Regions from separate parts of the Mus musculus genome. Here region 2 is linked to region 1. Evidence: chromatin contacts called from public HiChIP or PLAC-seq data. All regions are on one chromosome and are shown on one strand. The core of a region is the stretch at or near the end of the contact, and the rest is flanking DNA. Distances in the headings are between cores, read along the strand shown.

The links. HiChIP or PLAC-seq counts read pairs in DNA pulled down with a chosen protein or histone mark.
Region 2: an H3K27ac HiChIP or PLAC-seq map of VIP interneurons shows a contact between it and region 1, with 4 times the contacts expected there. The contact joins the promoter of Fam155a here to the enhancer-like site in region 1. A contact is called at or near these places in 3 of 39 promoter capture datasets (embryonic stem cells, hippocampal neurons and stem cell-derived epiblast-like cells), 1 of 484 Hi-C or Micro-C datasets (the AtT-20 cell line), 6 of 115 datasets of contacts at active chromatin or transcription factors (VIP interneurons, embryonic forebrain, embryonic hindbrain and 3 more) and 1 of 9 other capture datasets (pancreatic islet).

Annotation. Positions count from the first base shown.
Region 1 is chr8:9,497,887-9,504,322 of GRCm38.p6, reverse strand. The region is part of intron 1 of Fam155a (family with sequence similarity 155, member A); the gene reads left to right. Among named protein-coding and RNA genes, the nearest start is that of Fam155a, 270 kb to the left of the region's middle. Within about 2 kb of position 3,347, at least 5 of the 459 cell types and tissues checked have an H3K27ac peak or open chromatin away from gene starts, as enhancers often do. A contact at or near this core is called in the AtT-20 cell line, VIP interneurons and pancreatic islet, where this site is marked.
Region 2 is chr8:9,767,384-9,773,855 of GRCm38.p6, reverse strand. It overlaps Fam155a (family with sequence similarity 155, member A), which reads left to right and starts at 2,833. Exons shown (of 3, transcript NM_173446.2): 1 at 2,833-3,779. The coding sequence starts at 2,838.

The sequences.
Region 1 (6,436 bases), core at 2,098-4,597:
TATGACGTGTCATGCACCCAGTTTAGCTGCATCATTCTCTACAAACTTCTGTATATCTGTAACTGTTTCAAAATAAAGACTTAGCAAAGAACTAGGAGTGATGGCTTTTAATCCTAGCATCAAAGAGGCAGAGGAAGACAGGTCTCTAGGCCGGAGGCTAGCCTGGTCTGCAAAGCGAGTTGTACACCAGTCCATAGTAAGACCCTGTTTCAAACCACAGTGACAACAAAAGTTACCAAAGATAAATTTGGTAAAGAGCTAGAAAGATTTGTTTAGTAGATAATTAAGTCTACCTTGTGCATTAATTTCACATCTACTTAATTAGCTTAGTATATATTAAATCTATATAATATGTATAAATATTAAAAGGGAACTTTTATATTAATATTGATTATGATGCTGTATGTCCTTTCATTTAAATTTTGTCATAAATGAGAATATATCTAATATATTTCGATAAGAATGGCAGAACATATATATGCATGGAGAATCTATTACTATATACACTATATGTACATATACTGTGTAGTAGCTCATTTTTGTATTTTTAATAATGATAGAGTATTTACAAATAATTTAACAATGTAGACTATATATTAAACTACTGAAATATTTTTTATTTCCTATGCTCCATATTTCTTTAATATTTTCATTCATATGTCTTGCCAACAAAATAAAATACTTATATATTTAATTTTATGTATATTTGTGCGTGCCTACATGTATGTCTGTGCACCATATGCATGAGCCCATGGAGATCAGAGTCATTGGATCAACTGGAACTGGAGCTCTGAACAAAGATCTTATAGTCAGAAAAAGGGAAAAATTTAAGAAGATATAAAATGAAACTTGTTGCCAACTTATAACCCAAGTCTCTTTAATATTTATGTAAATATGAGGACTTCACAAGTGCAGCAGGGCCACAGGACAGCTATCCTTAGCTCTGCCTGCCCTACCTCTGAGATCTTCATCCATGAGAGCTAGGAATACCTCCCAAGGCCTCACCCCTCGGTTTACATAGCTTCTACATTTTTATAATGGTGACATAGACACTGGGAACAGTGAGGGTGGGGAGAAAACTCAATGCTAATGGGCTTTCTTACTATATAAGACAGACGCCAGGACCAGAGTGTGGTTCCCAGAACCCATCTTGAGAGGTTCATAATTGTCGGTCACTCCCAGCTCCAGGGGATCCAGTGCCCTCCTCTGTCCTCCACATATACATGCAAATGCAAACATATGCACATACCTTGACACAGACTAATGCACGTTACATATAAATACACATATGCAGATTGTGTGTGTGTGTGTGTGTGTGTGTGTGTGTGAGTGTATGCACGTGTGTGCGCGTGCTTCAGAAACTTAATTCAGTTGCCAGCATGGGTACTGAGCTTTGGTGAGGTTAATGAGTGCCTTCTTGGGGTGGGTGCTGTATGGTCTCGCCTGCTCCGTCTCATCACCACAGCTCTCTGTCATGCGATGCATTCACTCTCTTCCTGGAGCCTCTTTCCAGAGCCCCAATGCTTCCTCTGCCCTCTGCAAACGCTGTATAGCTGTGACTTTGCTGAAATGTCTCCCATGATGGTTATCAAAGCACAGAGATCCTTCTGAGGGATAGACTGCTCCATCCAGTGTCTGTTATTGTGGCTATTGACATTCATATTTGCTACTGTGAAGCCTTCAGCACGCAGTGGGATGCTGGGAGTGTACACATTCCTAACCGAATGCTCTCCTCAAGTTTTCCTCTAAGCCTGCTTTGCCTATAAAATTATAAGTTTGTTTTTGAAATGCTTGTTTGGAAATCCTCCCTGCCACTGTGGCTGAGTGCGATTATAACAACTTTTGACACTGGGTGAGAAAGAACACATTATAGGCTTTATGTTGTCGGGGAATGCGCCTTCTTCTGTCAGTAGTTCTCCTAAAGCAAACCCTTCTCATTGAGCACTCTTGCTATTCCAGGGCAAAAAGCAAGCCATACCGTGAGTGTTTTACATTCGTCATCTGGAAAGACAGAATTATTCCTACATACATACATACATACATAAATACATACATACATGCCTATATCTATATCTATCTATTTATCTATATATAGTGATTGACATATAAGATAGATGATACATGATAGGAAGATGATAGATAAATAACAGATAGATAGATAGATAGATAGATAGATAGATAGATAGATAGATAGATAGATATAGATAGATGAGTAACTAGACAGATGGTGAATGGATGGATGGATAGATAGATCAAATATGAGCCAAACAGTGAGTGGAGAGATGTTGGAGAAGTTTTCCTTATAAGAATATAAAATATTTGTAAAATTTTTTAATTGTAAAATGGTTTTCTGCTTGACATATTCATTAATCTGTGCCCTGGAATGACTGAGAAAAATTTGGTTTTATTTCAAGTAGAAGTTTCCAAGGTCCAAATGTTTTCCTGGAAGAGGCTGATAAAAGTTTCCAGTAAAATCATTGTAAAAGCTTCTGTGGAAATGTTTTTAAGGTCTACGCAAAATACTATAGCCTTGAGTTTCATGAACTGTCAGCATAGGAAGGAAACACCAACTTCCCTCCTAATGAGTGATGGAGTCTCAGACTCTCAGAGACCCTCCCTGCAGGAGGGATAGATATAAGTTCTTTGCCCAGGTCAAGTTTCCTGGCAGAGACTTCATGGGTGATATTTACCTAGTTCCTTAGATTAAACATATCCAACTATTTTAGCTGAGTCAACTGTCTCCTCGCACATACATGAACATATTCCCCTGTATGTAGCAGCATGCATTTCTAAGACCTAGACCAAGCAAAACTGAATTTAGAGTCATTGGATTTTAGAGCTAAAAAGGCCTTACAACTGGTTAGTGATATATTTAAGCTTGAGGGAGAAACCTGTAGATACAGGGATATAGGATGTCTCATTTCACGGTACTCTTTGTTTTGGACACCTCTATTCTTTCTACAGATTCATCTTTATAAGCTATCTGTAACCTTTGATCTCAACTATGCTGACATGTGCTCTTAACCCCCAATAGTTTGGAAGTTATTGCTCTAATGATCAACTATGGGGCAGATAGTGAATGGACATCTCTTGGGGAGAAATTTTTTTTTATAAGACTATAAAGTATTTGTAAACAATTTTGAGTTCTTTCATGTCCTAAAATGGTTTTCTGCCTGACATATTCATGCTCGATTAATCTGTGCTTTTTATTTAGCCCCGGATGGATAAACTAAATAGAATTAGAATTATACAAGTAAACGTTATTTCAAACCCTCCTGTAGCAGGAAATAGCTTTGTAACAAAATTACATGCCAGCTGGCCCTGCTGCCAGCGTCCAGAATGACAGTGTTTGCTTTCGATTCCCTTGGAACTTCACAGGGCTGTTTACGCAGGATCATCAAAGAGGTTCAGCAAAGAGGACCAGAGGTCAAGGGCACTGGGCTTCCTAGGGATACTTCATATGCTCTCACATGACCTTAACTTCAGCATTGTCTTCATTTGACATTCAGATGAGTGCACAGAACACCAGCACCACCATGACACCAATATTCATGCCCACTGGGACCACTTGGGAGGCCATCAGAATACAAGGGGGTGAATCAGGAATGTCCAGTTGAGCTTCATTTCTTGTCAAGCTTCTCCTCTTAAGGTGTGCCTGCACTTCTGTGTTTGTCCAACTGGATCAGCGTCCTCTGGCTCCCCTAAGTTTACAGATCTTTAAATGGTGATTTTTCTCTTTAATCCCCTGGAGGCTTCTGAATTCAACCAGCAGTTGAAGTTTCCAGGAAACTGTCACTTTCCCATCAGGCTGGGTCACTTTGGGACAAGAGCTCAGCTTCCTTTGTAACTTAAACTCTGACCCTTTAAAATCTGATCCTCATGGCTGATCCTTAAACTCATTTAGCGTGTTATCCCTAAATATCCCAGAACCTTCCAAATAGAGAACAAGCGTTCGAAACCTGAGCAGTAGTGGTGGCATGATGACATTTCAGATTCACACCACTGCAGTATACAGTAGTTGTTAGGACACTCAGCAAATTCTGATGCAGTACTTCAGCTAGAGGAGAGAGCTGGACTCACAGACTCAGTTGCACCTTACTCTTAAGGCAGAAAAACGTAAAAGAATATTAAGGACCAAATGATCAGGATGTAAAAATACTGATGAGGGAATTCAAAACCCAGAGTATATGTGATGACCTAAATAGTAACCAATATAAAATATTTAAAAATGGGTGAATTGTTGCTTGAATAATATCTATTAGTAGTAGCTAGTAGTACTAAAAATATCAGGTTAAAGAGCATGTGCAGAAATCAAGGAATTATGTTCTTTCAACTGTTCTGTGCTCTACAGGGTAATTATCTTATGTACATAGTCATACACACCTACACAGATACATGCATGCACATCATACATGTACACACAGATACATGCACACACAGGTGATGCAATAAGGAAAAATTGAAAACAAAACCCACAGCTCTCACTGAAAGGAAATAAAAGGTTATTTTGGATGCATTTTTTGAGTGACCATGGTCTGGGAGCACAGGCAGCGGTTGCTGTAAATTCCATGTTCCAATGTGGAAGCAGTTTCCTGAGTTTTTTGTAGTTTTACAGAACAAAGAGCGTCATAAAATATCCTCAACACATATAAACATGTACATATACATACACACATATACACTCCAACACACATATACACAACCATATATACATGAACATATACACACATATGCATGCATGTATCTATGCACATTTTGCATACATACATACATGCACATATATACAATACACATATTCATATGTACATGCACAAAATTGTGTACATGCATACATGTACACAGCTGTACACATACATATATTCATACATATACACATATATGGACATATACACACAAGCATATACATATACACATACACTTATCATTATCATTTAATCAGCGTACTCTTGATCTCATCTTTGGCTGATCCCTCTGTTATCCTAGAAGTATGCAGACTAATTACATCTGCTTGAAAATCCTCATGTTTCCCTTCATTCTGTAATTACCCTTACTCCCAAGTAATTTCTCTATGATTTTGAAGACAGCAGATTTCTAACATCTGCCATCCTGAGACCCAAGCCAGCCAGTGGTTTAGATCCAGTGTGAGTCCATTGGCCCAGAAGCACTTGTGTAAACCCTTTCTGACCCTGAAAGGCCTAGAGTGCCAATGCCCCATCTCAAGAGAAGAGCATAAGGCCTTTCCTCTGCCTGCTTTGCAGCCCATCACTGGATCCAGTAATGCAACAGACACTGAGGGCAAGCATCCTTGGCAAGTCCTAATCTTTCCCAGCATCACTGTCTGGAGTCCCCTGAAAATGATGCTCAATCTGAATATCAACACAGTAATAACTGGAGAGAGGGAGAGAGAGAGAGAGAGAGAGAGAGAGAGAGAGAGAGAGAGAGAGAGAGAGAGAGAGAGGAGCAGAGTGCTTTGATTGAATCCATTGTGAACAAGCCCAGAAGGAACAAGAGAAAAATTTAGCAATGTGGATGATGTGACCACAGTAGTATTTTCTTTTAAGAAGTGTGCAATAGTTTAGACAGTGGTGAATTGTACCAAAAGGAATATGGTATTGAGAAGAGCCCTACATTTTGTTTATAGATTTACTCATACATTTTCAGAACTATTTAAACTGAGAATTTTTTCTCTTCTGAGTCTTCACTTTCAACCTTTATAGAACTCTCCTCCCTTACCCTTCCTTAGGGAAACTTCCAGAATTTCTAGGCAGTGTGGCCTGAGAGCATGCACCAAGTTACACTTTGTGGTGCGGTTCTATTGCCTCAGCTTAGTCTTCCTGAATGTCCATGGCATCCCAGAGTGAATGCCCGCTGTGACAATCAGAACATTCACAGTAGTAGAAGTACACACTGCCAGGCTCAGTGTACACTATTAGAATAAATCACAGGAGCATCCTTTACACTCCCTGGATGCCTTTTAAAATGGAGATAATGAGAGTCACTGTGGAGTCTATTCTGTCCTGCAAGCATATGTGTTTCTGTCATTTGCTTGTTGTTTGCATCTTGTTACAGGGAATGGTATGTAGAAAGCATATTGAAATGGGGCTTAGGATCTGTGGATTCTGTTCCCTAGGAAAAACATTTGAATTTCCTGTGCCCAAGTGTTCTGTACAACAAAATATGTTTTCTTTCTCAAAGGGACCATGTCCCTGAGAAACTTATGTGGCAAAAGGAGGAGTCACCACCATCCAGTCTGTAGGGAAGAAGCAACAAAGAAACCAGAAGCCATGCCTCTGTTGGGTAGTCACAGCACAAAGAAGATCCATGTTCTTAGATGGTTGATTCTACTGTGGGACCTGGCCGGAAATTGGACTCTTTGTCCCATTCCATACACCTAGTTCTTCATGATGTTGTGCAATTTGAAGATTTGTTTTCTACT
Region 2 (6,472 bases), core at 1,584-4,083, 270 kb before region 1:
ATCCATGCGTCTGGACTCAAATTAGCAAGGCAGCAAAAGAGGGTAAGGAGTATGGGAAAAATTGCTTATTACCCAATAAATATGGTTATCATTTCAACAATCAGCATTCTAATATGCCAAGATAGTAAATATCATAGAACAGAAGCTTTATCACCTAAGATAAATGAGACACAGAGGCGGTGAAGAGAGCAAACAGGGGTTAGAGTTGCCTTTGGAGTCATTTGGAGTATTTTTGACAGAGTCTTGTCATGTTGCATCAGGCTGGCAGGGACCTGCATACCCAAGTGACTTCCCCAGCTTCATATATGGAATAGCTTAAAGTACAGGCACATGCTACTGCGCCTGGCTTGGTTGTGACTTTTACTTTCCAGTTATTTGTGTTTAATTCCTATAACACACGTGCCATTCCTGTATAAAATGATCGAGGGTATACATAATACCCACGTGTGTATACTTACACTGTAATGAGACTCTGTAGCTGTGGGGCACCACGCCTAAGTACAGAGAGCTTCCTGATGGGCTGGCTAACAAACAATATTTTATTGAAATTAGGGTTGGAGAAAAAAACCCGACATAAATCAAAAATTCAAGAAAATGAAACCCAAAGTACTAGAATGTACTTACATGACACATTAAACCCTCACCTGGCATTTCTACATATACCAGTTGTCAAACTGAACTCCATTCCTAGTGGCCATTACGGAGAGTTTCACATGTATGCATACACAGGATCTAATTTAAATATGCAAAATTACTATAGTGAAAGGAATGATCTCAACTTCCCGTTTGAAATTCTCCAATCCTTCTGTGTTCCCAGCACCCACAGCTACTCTGGTAGGAAAACAAATCCTTTTGATCCCTCCTTTTGGTTTCTTAGGGTACTTGTTTAGGATTCAGGGCATCTGGTAAGCTCTTTCGAATGTGCATTGGCTTGGGGATACAGGGGAAGAGAGTGACATGGTGGCTGTTAAGAGTGCCTGGAGGCCAGAGAGAGCACCTGGCATCCTCTGGTCTGGTGCTCTGGGCTCAGGTAGGGACCTGGGCGGTTTGCAAGAGCTGCCCAGACCCCAGGAGACTGGTGTTTGCTCCTGGCATCCCCACCTTGTCGGTTGGAAATCAGGGGACCCCAGGTTTTCCCAGTATGTGTCTGTCTTTTCCTTCCTGGAACTCCTAGAGCCAACACTAAGGGGCACCAGAGCCTTGGACTGTAGTGCCAGCTTGGAGGGCGCTGCGGAAGTTCCAGCGCAGAGGAGCCCACCCAGCGGGGCTGGGCAGCAGGCACAGTGAGCAGATGCCTCAGGGTCTTAGGGGTCCTCTGCAGGAATCCTCCAAGATTAGGGCCCCCACTCAATGCTGGTGAGGTGTACTGCAGTGCTGGTGCTTCCCTGGAGCGGGGAGACCTTTTGTTGCCGCTTACTTTGGAGGAGAAAGCGTGGTCAGACATGGAGTACAGTGTGGTCACAGCTGCAGCACACACACAGTGTCGGTTAAACAGCACCGTGTAGGCAGACACACAGATGCACACACCCCGCATCCTTTCTGACCCATAAAACCGATTTAGGACAAAACCCAAACGCAGTGGAGCTCTCTAGAGACTCAAAAAGCGTTCAGACTGAGCCTGCAAAGTCACCTCGCCCCTCCTCTAATCAGCCTCCTCTTGCAGAAGATTGTCTAGCGAGGGAAATGATACCCAGTCCCTAGTCCCCAACAGGGACCTCTTAGCTGCCCTCTGGTGTCTGGGACTTGTCCCCTAGACAGCGGGGTCCTAAGGAGAAGCTGAAGACCCAGGTCAGCAGCCTTGGCCACTCGGCCCACGTCTTGACTCTGAAATAAAAAGTGGGGAGGGATCGCAACCCCTGGGCAAAAGCCTGGGTGTACAGGACCCGGAGGGGGCGGTGGACAGCGGGTCTTCAAGCTGCCGGGGCGCGTCTTCGTCCTCCGCCCCGGGCCAAGCTGCTGTCACTGCACCAGGATGGAGAGACCTCGGGGCGGGAGGAGATGACGCAAAATCCAGCGCTCCCCCCAAAAAAGTGTGCCTCCAGGACGAAGATGGCGGCAACTTAGCCCGGGGACTGAAGATGACTGTGGCCTCGGGAGGCCCAGAGCAGGCGACTCGGCCCCCGGCGGCGCCCGCGGGCAGACCTGCAGCGGCCGCGGCGACAGTCGGAGCGCGGGGTGGGGGGTGGGGGGGAGGGACAGCCCCGCCGGCGGCCGCCCAAGCTCGGGGCGCGGGGAGAGCCAGCGCGAAGTAGGCGCGGGAGGCGGAGGAGAAGCCAGCGACGGAGAGGAAGGAGGAGGAAGAGGAGGAGAAGAGGAGGAGGAGAGGAGGAGGGGAGGCGCTCCGGTCGCCGTCAGTGGGCAGCAGAGACGCGGCATGCCCCTGGCAGGGGAGAGCGGGCTGTCCTCAGCTGGGCCATGGGGACCCGCGCGCTGACAATGCCGGGGTGATAGGAGCAGCGCCAGCCACCCAGCCACCTCCACCACCATCACCTCCCGCACTCAGCCTCCCCACCGGCCAGCACAGCACCAGCCTCCGCGTCTCTCTCTCTCTCTCTCTCTCTCTCTCTCTCTCTCTCTCTCTCTCTCTCTCTCTCTTATTGTCTCCCACTCTTCAAGGGATGGGGTCGGCTGATGCTTAGGTCGGAAGCAAGATCTTCCTCCAAAGTATGGTAATATTTATGTAGGGAGAGAGAGAGAGAGAGAGAGAGAGAGAGAGAGAGAGAAGAAACGGGAGGAGGGGATACGGAAATTAAACCCTTTAAGTCAATGCATATTGTGGTGACACCGGCACAGGAGCCCTCACGGTGGAGTCGGCCAGGGCTGTGCGTTCCCAAAATATGACCAGGGGTGCTTGGATGTGTCGGCAGTATGACGACGGCTTAAAAATCTGGTTGGCAGCACCCCGGGAGAACGAGAAACCGTTCATCGATTCAGAGCGGGCTCAGAAATGGCGACTGTCTCTGGCTTCTCTCTTGTTTTTCACAGTCCTGCTCTCTGATCACTTGTGGTTCTGCGCCGAGGCCAAGCTGACCCGGACCCGGGACAAAGAGCATCACCAACAGCAGCAGCAACAGCAGCAACAGCAGCAGCAACAGCAGCAACAGCAGCAGCAGCAGCAGCAGCGACAGCAGCAGCGGCAGCGACAGCAGCAGAGGCAGCGACAGCAGGAGCCCTCCTGGCCCGCGCTCCTGGCCAGCATGGGGGAGTCCTCGCCCGCCGCCCAGGCACACAGACTCCTCTCCGCCTCCTCGTCCCCCACCCTGCCCCCCTCCCCGGGAGGCGGCGGCGGCAGCAAGGGCAACCGAGGCAAGAACAACCGGAGCAGGGCTCTTTTTCTAGGAAACTCTGCCAAGCCGGTGTGGCGCCTAGAGACTTGTTACCCCCAGGGCGCCTCCTCCGGCCAGTGCTTCACCGTGGAGAGCGCGGACGCTGTGTGCGCCAGGAACTGGAGTCGGGGGGCGGCCGCGGGGGAGGAGCAGTCGTCCAGGGGCTCTCGGCCAACTCCGCTGTGGAACTTGTCGGATTTTTACCTTTCATTTTGTAATTCCTACACACTTTGGGAGTTGTTTTCGGGGCTGTCCAGCCCCAGTACTTTGAACTGCAGTCTGGACGTGGTGCTCACGGAGGGCGGTGAGATGACCACGTGTAGACAGTGCATCGAGGCTTACCAGGACTACGACCACCACGCTCAGGAGAAGTACGAAGAGTTTGAAAGCGTGCTGCATAAGTACTTACAGTCGGATGAGTACTCGGTGAAGTCCTGTCCTGAGGACTGCAAGGTAGGCACAGCGGGTTCCTTTCCCCTTCGCTGCGGCTTTTTTTATGTTTGATTCGTTTATCTGGCTCCGGTTTTGTAAGTTTAATCATTGTTTATCTGGCTATGAGAACTTGACTTTCTGATGGAGTTGGGGACAGCTGGTAGGTTGCTGGTGGCCTGATGCCCTTCTTTTCAGAGCTCTTGGTACATCAGGGAAGTCTATCTTCTAAGATAACAAAGTCAGGGCTTGAGCTGTTTCTTCGAGCTTCGCAGTTGGCGCATACTATTCCTTTCAGGGAAATAGAGAAGGGACCAACACACGCAGGTAGCCAGAGGGAATCATTTCTCCACTTCTAACATAATCAGGTTGGTTGGTCAGAGGAACAGAAGAAAGTGTAGCTGTTAATGTAGGGAGGAAAACAGTCAAACGTACACATTTTGTGGGTTTTATGGGCTAGCTTTCATTCTTTAGTAAGTCTGAAGGCCTGTTCTCTTTAAGCTTCCTGTTTTCTCTTAGACAGCTGTGTAGTATAGGCCTGGGTGTCATAGGAGTAGAAGGTCGTAGTTAGCTATCTATTAATTGATTCTCAATGTTAAACTGGTGATCATACACCTTACGTAATTGCTTTTTTTTGCATACTCTGAAGAAATAGCAAGTGACACATCTTTGATGCTATGAGCTAAAATTCGGAGAAATAGCTAATACATTGTATTGTAGTCAGCAAGGGCTGTGGTGACCTTGCTGATTATGATTAGCAAAGGGGAAGTCTAGACAAGTTTCTTGGAAATGGTATATGCAGCCCTGGGCTGCTGGGGGTGTCGCTGTCCGTGGTGCTGAAATGGGGCTAGTCCAAGAGAGGCCTAAAGATGAAGAAGCTGCAGTGACCTTTAGCTGGGAAGACATGAGGACAGGATCTCTGTAGGTGTGGGTGTTAGCTTTTCAAAGCAATTAAAAAGCATGCACACACACGCGCGCACACACAGACACACAGACACAAGAAAATTGTACAGTTGTTTCAAAAGAAATTAGACACATAACTTTTCTTCCCTTTCTGACTTCCCCAACCTCCAGAGCCAGAGGGCCTCCTCCTCTTGCTTTCTATGGAGGAGGGGTCAAGGGTCATACAGATCAAAGGAGTGTGATGCTTAACTCAGGGCTCTTATTTGAAGCCAGAAGAGCTGACCTATAAGCCACGCCTTACAGTTTATCCAAACTTAATCTGGCCTTGCTTGTGGGTTTTCTATCTTTCTTTCCTTTTTTATGATCAGAAACCTAGACTGCCATCAAAAATAGTCAGTTGATCACATTGATGAAAATTTTATTTTACTGGATAAATCAACATTTAAGTTATCTATGTATGTTTTAAATATGCCCGTAATTCATTCCTAGGAAGAAAAATGATAGAAACTAACAGTGAATGACTAATGTATACATTGCATTGTTATTTATCCTGATGGGATCGTTGCACGAAACATTAAGATAAGGAAATAATAGATAATTCTACTTCTAGTAAACATATACCATAGATTTTGATAATTTACAGTTAAGGGTCATGATGAAATTTGACTTTACATGCTCCCTTGACTGTAAGCCCTCACTGACATGCCTTGTGATTTTAATTTGGTCAACTCAGTATTTGAAAGAGAGTCTGCACTCTCAGTGGAGTGGAATCCCTACCTCAGTGGAATGGAATTCCCTACCTCAGAGGAACTGTCCAAATACATCAAGTGTTTCTCTTTCTCTTCATCTGAATTCATTCTCAACATAGAATTTTTTTATCGTCATAATGGAAATGTCGAGTGTAAATCTTTTATGATACTACGAATTACTCTAAGATGATACTTATATTTTTGGATAAAGTAGAATTTGCTAACACTATAAAATCATAACTTTTTAAAACCATTCCTCTTCTCAATAAAAAAGTAAGCAGAAATACTTGTATTTCTTAGTGCAACAGAATTTATTCCTGGTGATGCCCTGGTAACATGCATTCATTTCTTGGTAGTAGAGACATGGCAAATTACTTCTGCCAGTAGGATATAATAATTTCACAGTAGATGGTTTTAAAAAAATATATGAATTTAAATTGAAAGTGTTAGCATACTTGGTTTAAGTTAAGTGAACTAAATGATTATGTATAGAAAACAATACATGTGTATTTCCTTAGTTTAATGAATAATTTCTCTGATTCTGAAAAAGCCATGTGTGCACCTTAATGCAAAGTATGAAAGTTGGTTTAAAGTGATTGCTGATTCTGAAGATTATAACTGAATCTCTAAAAAAACATTTTTAATTTCAATGCAATTGCTATTACCCAATGACTACAGTCAGGATCTTTCTTCAAAGTCATGCACCCCCCCCCCCACCTTTGGCAGTTACAAAGGCAGAGATAGGCTAAAAGGATAGGCTATTTAAAAAGGTTGGCTAAAAGTAAACACATTGTGTCTCCATGGTTGTTAACATACTCATAAAATGCAGATTTAATGGTTTATAAATATATTTATTATAGATAAGATCCTGTTAGCAGTATATATTAGTGGCATTTATATTTTAGGAGAAACATGTTAACATTTTAACTGATTTGCTGCAATGACATCTAACTTTTTAGAGTTAAGATATATTATTGAATTTAGTTTCATATTCTCCTCCCATTTGAAATATACTCTATAAAAAATAAGAGTGGATTAAGCTAAAATTCCATGTAAATTTTTATG